Regions from separate parts of the Mus musculus genome. Here all the other regions are linked to region 2. Evidence: chromatin contacts called from public HiChIP or PLAC-seq data. All regions are on one chromosome and are shown on one strand. Each heading gives the region's core, a stretch centred on a gene start, on an enhancer-like site or on the middle of the called end of the contact. The rest is flanking DNA. Distances are from core to core; before and after follow the strand shown.

Region 1 (2,700 bases), core at 198-2,697, 320 kb after region 2:
GATGGGAAACTAAGAAGTGAATGCATGTGTGTTATTGCTTTTTATTTTTATTTTTTTAAAAATGGGTTCTATCTTTTGTATGTTCTAAATTGTTGGACCCTTAGTATGTTAGCAGACTTTAATCTTAAGACAGTGCAAATGCTCATTAATGTTTTAATCTTTTATTTCACTTGTGGTTGACATTGGACACCTCTTTATGTTTTCCATTTATAAATATTTTGGTGAGTACATGCTTTTTTTTTTTTCTAAAATCTGATAGCAATTTAAAGCCCTTAGCATTTGATTTACTTATAAGATCTATTCTACTTAAACTAGACACTAATTGTTACTATTTACTGGTTGTGTTAGCCTAAGAACTAAATGGCAGTCTCTGGGTTAAATATTATTTGGTACTTTTTTTGACCACAGGGAACCTGGTGGAGCAGAGAGATTTTCTATCTAGTATTACAATCTATCCAGGAAACAGAGACGCATGCTTGCTTGTTAGTTCTGCAGCTCCACTGTTACTACCTCCATGCAGAAAACTGCAGAAAACTCAGGCGTTACATAAAAATGTGAGTGTTTCACTCTCTAAACTAATGGTCATCATTACCAATTGATGGGGCATGTGAGTGGACACTTGCCTGTAAGTAGTGTAGACATAAAGAACAAGAGAATTGGGGTGCATTTGCCTGTTGGGCCCAAGGCCCTGGGCTCAGTCCTTAGCACCAAAAAAGAAAAAAAAAGGGGGGGGGGTCGTAACAAATAATCCTAAATTAGTTGATTATAAAATAAATGTAAAATTTCTGGCTTCCTCAAATTTTAAAAATTGAGATTCAGAATGTAAGCTTTTGTCACTCGTTTTACTTGTAAGAGGGTTTAAAAAAATTTAAACCAAATTAGAGAGAGTTCATGCTTTGCCCCAGTTTGGTTTTGAAAGGACTGTAAGGTCTTTAACTTGAGCAGCTGGGACTCTGATCTTTCCACGCTGTGAGACAGCTGTAGGTTTGACTCAGGGGCTACAGAGCTTTGCCATCTTTGCTCTTTCTGTTTAGTATTTTGAACTGTTCTGTAGAGTTTTGTTTAGAGACAAGCCCCATTACAGCTTCCCCCCACAAGGAAGGAAGGGAATGGAAATTTGAAAAGCATTAGGCATAGCATAAATTAGAAGCAGACTACCAGGAGATGCAGCACGGAGACCTTGCTTTGTGTGACCTCTCTTGCTTTCAGGAGGTATGAGTGAGTAGCTCTGAGTCTGAGTGGCCATCTGCTAGACAGTTCTAGAGCACACCCGTGAGTGTGCCGACAGGCCCTGAGAACACTGGGTGTTGCTGGCCCCTAGAATGTATAAACAGCTTTGAAAGTTAGCCCAGTGAAAAGTACACACTGTGAGGCTGCTGCTGGCTGTGTGGTGGCCATTTCACACAGCAGTGGAGACAACGACAGACAGCAGGCCAGCGATGACTCATCAGCATGGGGCAGCTGCCTACAGCTGAAGGCTGGTCACAGTGCTGTGGGTTTATCATCAGACACACCTTAGAAGAAAGAGTCATTGAACAACCTTGCAGCCTTAAAACCAAAGAAAGGAGAATGATGAGTGATGGAAGCGGCCTGGGTTAGAGACGGTGCCTTCTCCTGGGGCTCTGTGGTGGCTCCCCACTTGGTTCAGGTGAAGACATTCTCCCTGGTCTTAAGGGAAAGCCTCGGTATACAGGCCGCAGTGAAACAGCTTTCTTCCCTCTCCCAATAGTGACGGACGCACTGCCAGTCTTGGAGTCTGGTTTTGTAGGAAACTTGCTGTTTTACTGTGGGGTACTTTGTTTTCTTTCTTTTTAATTTCCCACCTCACTTGGGAAATTAACCACCTTTTCAGTTGGTGGTGTTATTTTAGGATCACTGCCTTCAAGGGGGCAATATTAGTGTCTGTGGCCCCTTATTGTGGATGGGTTTTTCAGAAACTTAATTGGTAGACAAAGGGCCTCAGGTACAAAATGAACCTGCATCTTGCCAGCTACCTACCAAATGTGCACCAAAGCCTTGGGCTTCATGGCTTGTTGTTCTGTACAGCTCACTGCCTGTTGATAAACTGGAAGTACAGCTTCGTGGTAAAGCTAGTAGTAGTTGATCGTGGTCCAGCCTGGGGTGTGGCTTTCTGATTGTTCCTATCCTGGTATATTTTTGTCAGATTGTATCTGCTTTGACTTGAAAGTTCTGACACAGGGACTCCTGCAGACACATCTCTGTTGTTCATGCACGGCTTCTATTTCTACTGCTGCTTGAGCTGGATTCTTAAAGAACCCTTGTTCCTTTCCGTCAGCTGATCACACTTCCAAGAAGGGAAAAGTGAGAGCATGGGGCAGTTACTGAAGGAACTGGGATTACACATAGGGGTGTCACAGGGATTCATTGCTGGGAAGACACCATGACCATGGCAGCTCTTGGAAAGGAAAGCATTTATCCAGGGCTGGCTTATAGTTCAGGAGGTTTAGTCCATTATCGTCATGGTGAGAAGCATGGCAGCAAGCGGGCAGACGTGGTGCTGGAGAGGTAGTTCAGAGTTTTATGTCTGGATCCACAGGAGCAGGACAAGAGAGTGACAATGGGTCTGATTGATCTTCTGACACCTCATAGCCCACCCCCTGTGACACACTTCCTCCAACCAGGTAGCACCTACTCCAGCAAGGCTACCTGTCCAATAATGCCACTCTTTCTGAGTCACTG
Region 2 (2,700 bases), core at 176-2,675:
TTCTGTAAGAGTGCGTGCTCTTGATCACTGAGCCATCCCTGCAGACTTGATATACTTCCCACGTGGAAAGTGGCATGCACATCTACTTTTTAGACTAGGAAGTGCTAAGCTGATTATATATTTGAAAAAAGTATTGTCTCAATTACCACACAGAATACTGGCACCAGAAACCATACCGTTTGAGAGGAAGGTGTGTTGGTGGGTGATGGGTGTGCATGTGTGTGTGTGTGTACATGTGTAGAGATCAGAGGACAATTTTCTCACTCTGGGGTCCCAGATGAAACTCAAGTTTGTCAGGCATGGCGGCAAGCATCCTTATCCACTGAGCCATCTTCCTGGCCCTTGCTAAGTTACTGGATTACTTTTAGCTTCTATATTTTACAGCAACATGTTATCTTCTCTTCTTGTGAGGATACCCTAAGTAGTGCAGTGTTTTAAATAGTCAATGCGTAGCCAAACAGCTGACACATTTTATGCCTAAGAATATAGTTAGCATGTTTAGATATAAAATTCTAGGCCTAAAGTGTTTTTCTCCTTCTCCAACAGTTTCGAAATGCGACTGCATCTTCTAATATGCAAACTGTTGATGAAATATCGGAAAGTAACTTAACTCTGCTCCTTCATGGCCGTCAGCTCTCCTACCGACAAGGCTAACCACTCCTCACCTTGCTTTCTGTCCTCACTCACCTCCAGATTTCACCCACCCTGTCCTCACTCACCTCCAGATTTCACCCACCCTGTCCTCACTCACCTCCAGATTTCACCCACCCTGTTCTCACTCACCCCCTGCCCCCCACACACACTTTTTAATCTTTCTTCTTCCTGCTATCTTACAGGACACTACTGTGGCCTCTCTTCTGGTGCCTGATTTAATTTCTAGAGTGTGGCATTTTAGGAGACCTCACAGGAGGAAAGCTGGCAAATTTTTAATGAGTCTGCCCTTAGACAGCAGTTTACCTGTAAATGTAAGATTAAATTCACCAATTTATATCAAATAAATATCACAAAAGCAGGACAAAAGGAGCAGGGATATAGTGTAGCACTCTGAAGAGAGGCTATGCTTTGCTGAGGAACGGGAGCTGGGAGCAGGCCTCTCGCCTAGACTCCAGCGCTGAGAGGCTGAGGTAGGACTGCTGTTGCTGTGAGTTCCAGGACAGCCTGGGCTATCCAGTGAAACTGCCTTCCAAACAAGGACAATGACAACAACACAGAATTCTCTGCAATGTTTCTTCTATTACATTCACAAGATGTCTGCCTGCCCCCCTTCTCATGGTTTTTAAATTATGATTCACTTTGAACCATTTAAAAAGACAAAAGACAAGATTTTATAAAAAAAACTTCTGACACATGAGTGTAAGTGTTGACACAGGAGAGCTCTGACTCACACTTGGGCTCGCTGTGGACTTTTTCCTGTCTGGCCCCACCAAGGGGCTGGCTGTGACTTCGCTCTTTGATCCCACTGTGGTGCTGCCAAGTCTGCGGGCTGTGTCTTTGCCCCACTCCTCCTTCTGTTCACTCTCCACGCTGTTGGCCTGAGGCCTCTTGGTGTATGAGACGGCAGGGGGGATGGAGGGGCCGGCTGCAATGTGTACAAACAGCAAGGTTAGCTGGGAAAGAACTCATATACTTCCTGCCAATAGAACCCTCCTATGCTAACAACATCCACACTGTGTGCTTTACACTCGCCACTAAGATTAAATCGATTATAGGAGAAATTAAGTTGGTTCAGGTCCCACAGAAGAGACCCTATGATCGGTCAGTCACCCAGCGATGCCCGTCTGAGAAGGCCCCGGGAGAGAGGACATGAGAGCATGCTGGGCAGCGCACACTAGGCAGGGCCAGAATGCCCCCTTCTTAGACTTGCTCCCCACCGTGGTCGCTGAAGCGCCTCTGCTTCTGGTTGGCCGAGATGCTCCGCTGGACCTTCAGGTGAGCAGGCGACTGAAGGGTGCTGTTGTTCAGGTCGCTGCTCGGCCGCGACCGCTGGCACAAGCTCCCACTGGACAGTGACTCACCACCTTCGAACTGTGAGAAGAGAGGTCACAAAACGATTCCATGTTGTATGAGGAACAATCAAAACTAAAAAGAGACTTCAAACATGGCAACTGCACAGCAGACATGTTCCACACACCAGGTTACTTGTCTAACCATTGCCTCAAACACGGGATGCATTAACATGCGTCTCCAGGTGGAAAAACCAAGGTCAAGGACACCATGGGTATTCAGGCAGGATGAAATCTAAAGCCTTACACACACACACACACACACACACACACACACACACACACACACGTGTGTGTGTGTGTGTGTATACATGTACAGGTATGTATGTGCACACAGGGGCTATTAAGCATATTTTACAATTGCAACTAAAATTACACTGTTTTGTTTGCTTTTCCGCACTTACAAAACACACTTTATTCTGTTGGCTCTGATTAGAAAATGACTTCCTTCAGCCCTGACCATGGTAAGCTTACAGACACAAGCTCTCTGCAGTCTGCAGCCGTGTGCTGCTGTGAAGCTCTGAGTGAACCCTGGCACTGCGGTGGGATTCGGGACTGGCACTGTTCACTACAGCAGCAGCGTGCGCAGTGACCCATTAGCAGCTATTGTAAGGCAGGGTCAAGGTTTAACATATTAAACCTTTTCAATGAATGACCCCAAGAGCTGAGTGTTACTATCCACATTTTACAGACAGGA
Region 3 (2,700 bases), core at 157-2,656, 420 kb after region 2:
GATCCCATTACAGATGGTTGTGAGCCACCACGTGGTTGCTGGGATTTGAACTCAGGACCTCTGGAAGAGCAATCAGTGCTCTTAACCACTGAGCCATCTCTCCAGCCCTTCAGTAGTCTTCAAAAATCCCAACAATTCTTCAGACTAAAGTGTAAACGTTTATGTGGCATGGTGGCTCTAAATTCTTAGCAAGTCTCTCAGTATTCACTACCTCAATACAGACCTGCTGAAAAACCTGTCTATTCCCAGTCCACTCTGCCACCCAAAACACACTGGTAATTTATTCTTTCAATTCTTTGGCCTCAATAATTCCCTAAATCCAAAGAATATTCAGGCTAACGCTATTCACTTAAGCAGTATTCCTGATTATCAGAAATATCTTAAATACTCTAGTGTGCAGACACTAACGAATGAATCTCAGACGTTAGCAAATTCAGTATGACATAGGAGACAGATACCGACGACACAGGGGACCCAGAAAAGGGCCGCTACTTTGTCCTTCAAAGAAATCATGATTCCTGTGAAAAACCTAAACATGTGACTAAGGTGGGGTTCAACCTCCCTTCTTTGGTAATACTTTTATAATGTTTTAAGTTTAGTTTTAAGTTTCTCTTTGATTATTCGTGTGTGGTGCACGCGAGCGCGGGTGCCTGCAGACAGAGGTCAGGCATCGGATCTTCTGGAGTTGGAGTTACAGGTGGTTGTGAACTGCCAGACTTGTGTGCTGGAAACGGAACGCGGATCCTCCGCAAGGGTGGCAAGCGCTCTTAGGCGCCGAGCTACCTCTCCAGCCCACTCCTGAAGTTTCATTTACACATGCTCACGCTGGCTACTTTCTGACAAGTGACAAAGGGAAAAGTGTGCAAAGCCGACTCGCTGGGAGCGGAAATCGGAAGGTGCTCGGTGCGGCTCCGGGCTTCACTTTGGAACCCGGCCCGCTGGGCGCTCGCCGGGGAAGCCGCGCGGCCTGCAGGGTTCCCGCAGAGCTGGCCCGCCCCGCCCTGCTCGGGTGGCCGCGTCCGGTACCTGCTGGATCTCCAGCTCCATGTCGGACTGCTGGCGGCCCAGCAGCTTCATCGGGAAGCTGGTCTGCGGCAGCAGCACCGTGTCACGGTATCTGCCGCCTTTCGAGCTGCTCTGGGGGCTGTCCGCCCCGGCCACGGATCGTACCACGAGCCTCCTCGTCATCCCCAGACACCCTAGGCGGCTGGGCAAACGGGCTGGCCCCCAGAAGCTCCCAGCCGCGGCGACCGCCGCCGCCCCGGGCCCGCGAGGGCACAGCCCCCAGTGCATGGTGGACGAGCCGGGCGGAGCCCTCCGCACACGGCCCACGGCAGCCGCCCGGTACCTAAAGGTAGAGACCCTTGAAGAGCTCGGCGGCGAGGAACTGCGCACGCGCTCCGGGGCGGAAGGGGCGGGGCAAGAGCAAGGGCGGGGTTTTCCGGCTTGGAAGTCTGTATCTCTACAGGTCTTTCATGAGGTCTAGTAGGGGTAGAGAGAGGTGTTTACTATCACTCGGCTTTCCCCAATCAGATACATTTAATTAACTTGTCCAGGGTCATAAACAAAAGTAGCAAAGCTAAAGCCGTGCAGTGGTGGTGCAGGGGATTAGTCCCAGCACATGGTGGCAGAGCCAGTCGGGTCTCCAAGTTCGAGGCTAGCCTGGTCTACAGAATGAGCTCCGCAGGACAGCCAGGGCTACACGGGTTTACAACTGTAATTTTGCCATTTTTGTGCCACACTTTAACAAAAATGTATAGAAAGTGACTACAAACAAGATAAAGGAAGGGGGGAAAGGTAAGCACAGGCAATTCATAAAAAAAATATAGCCAATGAATGCAAAACTATGCTCACCTTTGGGAGTCAGGATGACACAGAGCCATCTAATAGATTAGAACAAGCATGAAGTTTGGTAGCAAGTATCGAGAGAGTGGAAACGTGGACTGCCAGAGGTAGTATACAGCCTGTTTTGCCTTCTCATTTCCGTGTGTGTGTGTGTGCATATTTGCATGTGTGGGCATGCATCTATGTGTGCATGTGGAAGTCCTAGGTTGATGGTGGGAATCATCTTCCATGCCTCTTTCACCTCATTCAAGGAGTTAGGGTCTCTCAGAAACAAAGAGCTGGCCCATATGGTTAGTCTTTCTAAGCAGCTGGCTCGGGGGATGCGGGCCTTCCCCCGCACCTGGAATTATACACGGTGTTTAAGCGTTTTTGTGAATTCTCCTGTTTGTACCACCATCTCCCCTGCTCTGTAGTAAATGACAGCATTTACAATACCGTTCTCTGAACTGTAGTTTCCCATTTGAGAACCTGACTGACAGCTGTCATCTCACAGCAGCATGAAGAAAACATTACCACCAAACTCTCCAGAACAACTAGCTGTATTCAATCAACTAGGCTGTTTTCTGGGAAACCCTATGAGAAGATATGTAGCTGGTCTGAGCTACTTTGTGGATTCTTTTCCCATGCTTTATTCTCCCAGTTTCATCCTCTACCTCTAGATAGGAGAAGAACAATGATAGAGGAGAGAAAAAGAGATACAGACCCCAATCTTATTTTCTCTGTGAGCACAACTATGCCACCCTGTCTCCACTCTTTAGCATTTATATACCATCTGAAAAGTTGATTTCAAATATCATACAATCACAGAAATTATCCACAGGTAGCAAAACCACGCCTCTGCTAGGGCAAGAGGCA

The links. HiChIP or PLAC-seq counts read pairs in DNA pulled down with a chosen protein or histone mark.
Region 1: a contact with region 2 is called in a FOXA1 HiChIP or PLAC-seq map of pancreatic cancer cells. The contact joins two enhancer-like sites. A contact is called at or near these places in 1 of 484 Hi-C or Micro-C datasets (cerebral cortex) and 2 of 115 datasets of contacts at active chromatin or transcription factors (embryonic stem cells and pancreatic cancer cells).
Region 3: a FOXA1 HiChIP or PLAC-seq map of pancreatic cancer cells shows a contact between it and region 2. The contact joins the promoter of Iars2 here to the enhancer-like site in region 2. A contact is called at or near these places in 5 of 39 promoter capture datasets (cranial neural crest, embryonic stem cells, frontonasal cranial neural crest and 2 more) and 3 of 115 datasets of contacts at active chromatin or transcription factors (astrocytes, pancreatic cancer cells and stem cell-derived neural progenitor cells).

Annotation. Positions count from the first base shown.
Region 1 is chr1:185,228,629-185,231,328 of GRCm38.p6, forward strand. The region is part of intron 2 of Rab3gap2 (RAB3 GTPase activating protein subunit 2); the gene reads left to right. Among named protein-coding and RNA genes, the nearest start is that of Snora36b, 13 kb to the right of the region's middle. Within about 2 kb of position 1,448, at least 132 of the 459 cell types and tissues checked have an H3K27ac peak or open chromatin away from gene starts, as enhancers often do. A contact at or near this core is called in pancreatic cancer cells, where this site is marked.
Region 2 is chr1:184,910,611-184,913,310 of GRCm38.p6, forward strand. It overlaps Mark1 (MAP/microtubule affinity regulating kinase 1), which reads right to left. Exons shown (of 18, transcript NM_145515.2): 12 at 1,872-2,025; 13 at 1,386-1,579. Among named protein-coding and RNA genes, the nearest start is that of C130074G19Rik, 29 kb to the left of the region's middle. Within about 2 kb of position 1,426, at least 37 of the 459 cell types and tissues checked have an H3K27ac peak or open chromatin away from gene starts, as enhancers often do. A contact at or near this core is called in pancreatic cancer cells, where this site is marked.
Region 3 is chr1:185,327,995-185,330,694 of GRCm38.p6, forward strand. Iars2 (isoleucine-tRNA synthetase 2, mitochondrial) reads right to left here and starts at 1,407. Exons shown (of 23, transcript NM_198653.3): 1 at 1,027-1,407. The coding sequence starts at 1,293. It also overlaps a transcript of Bpnt1 not described here.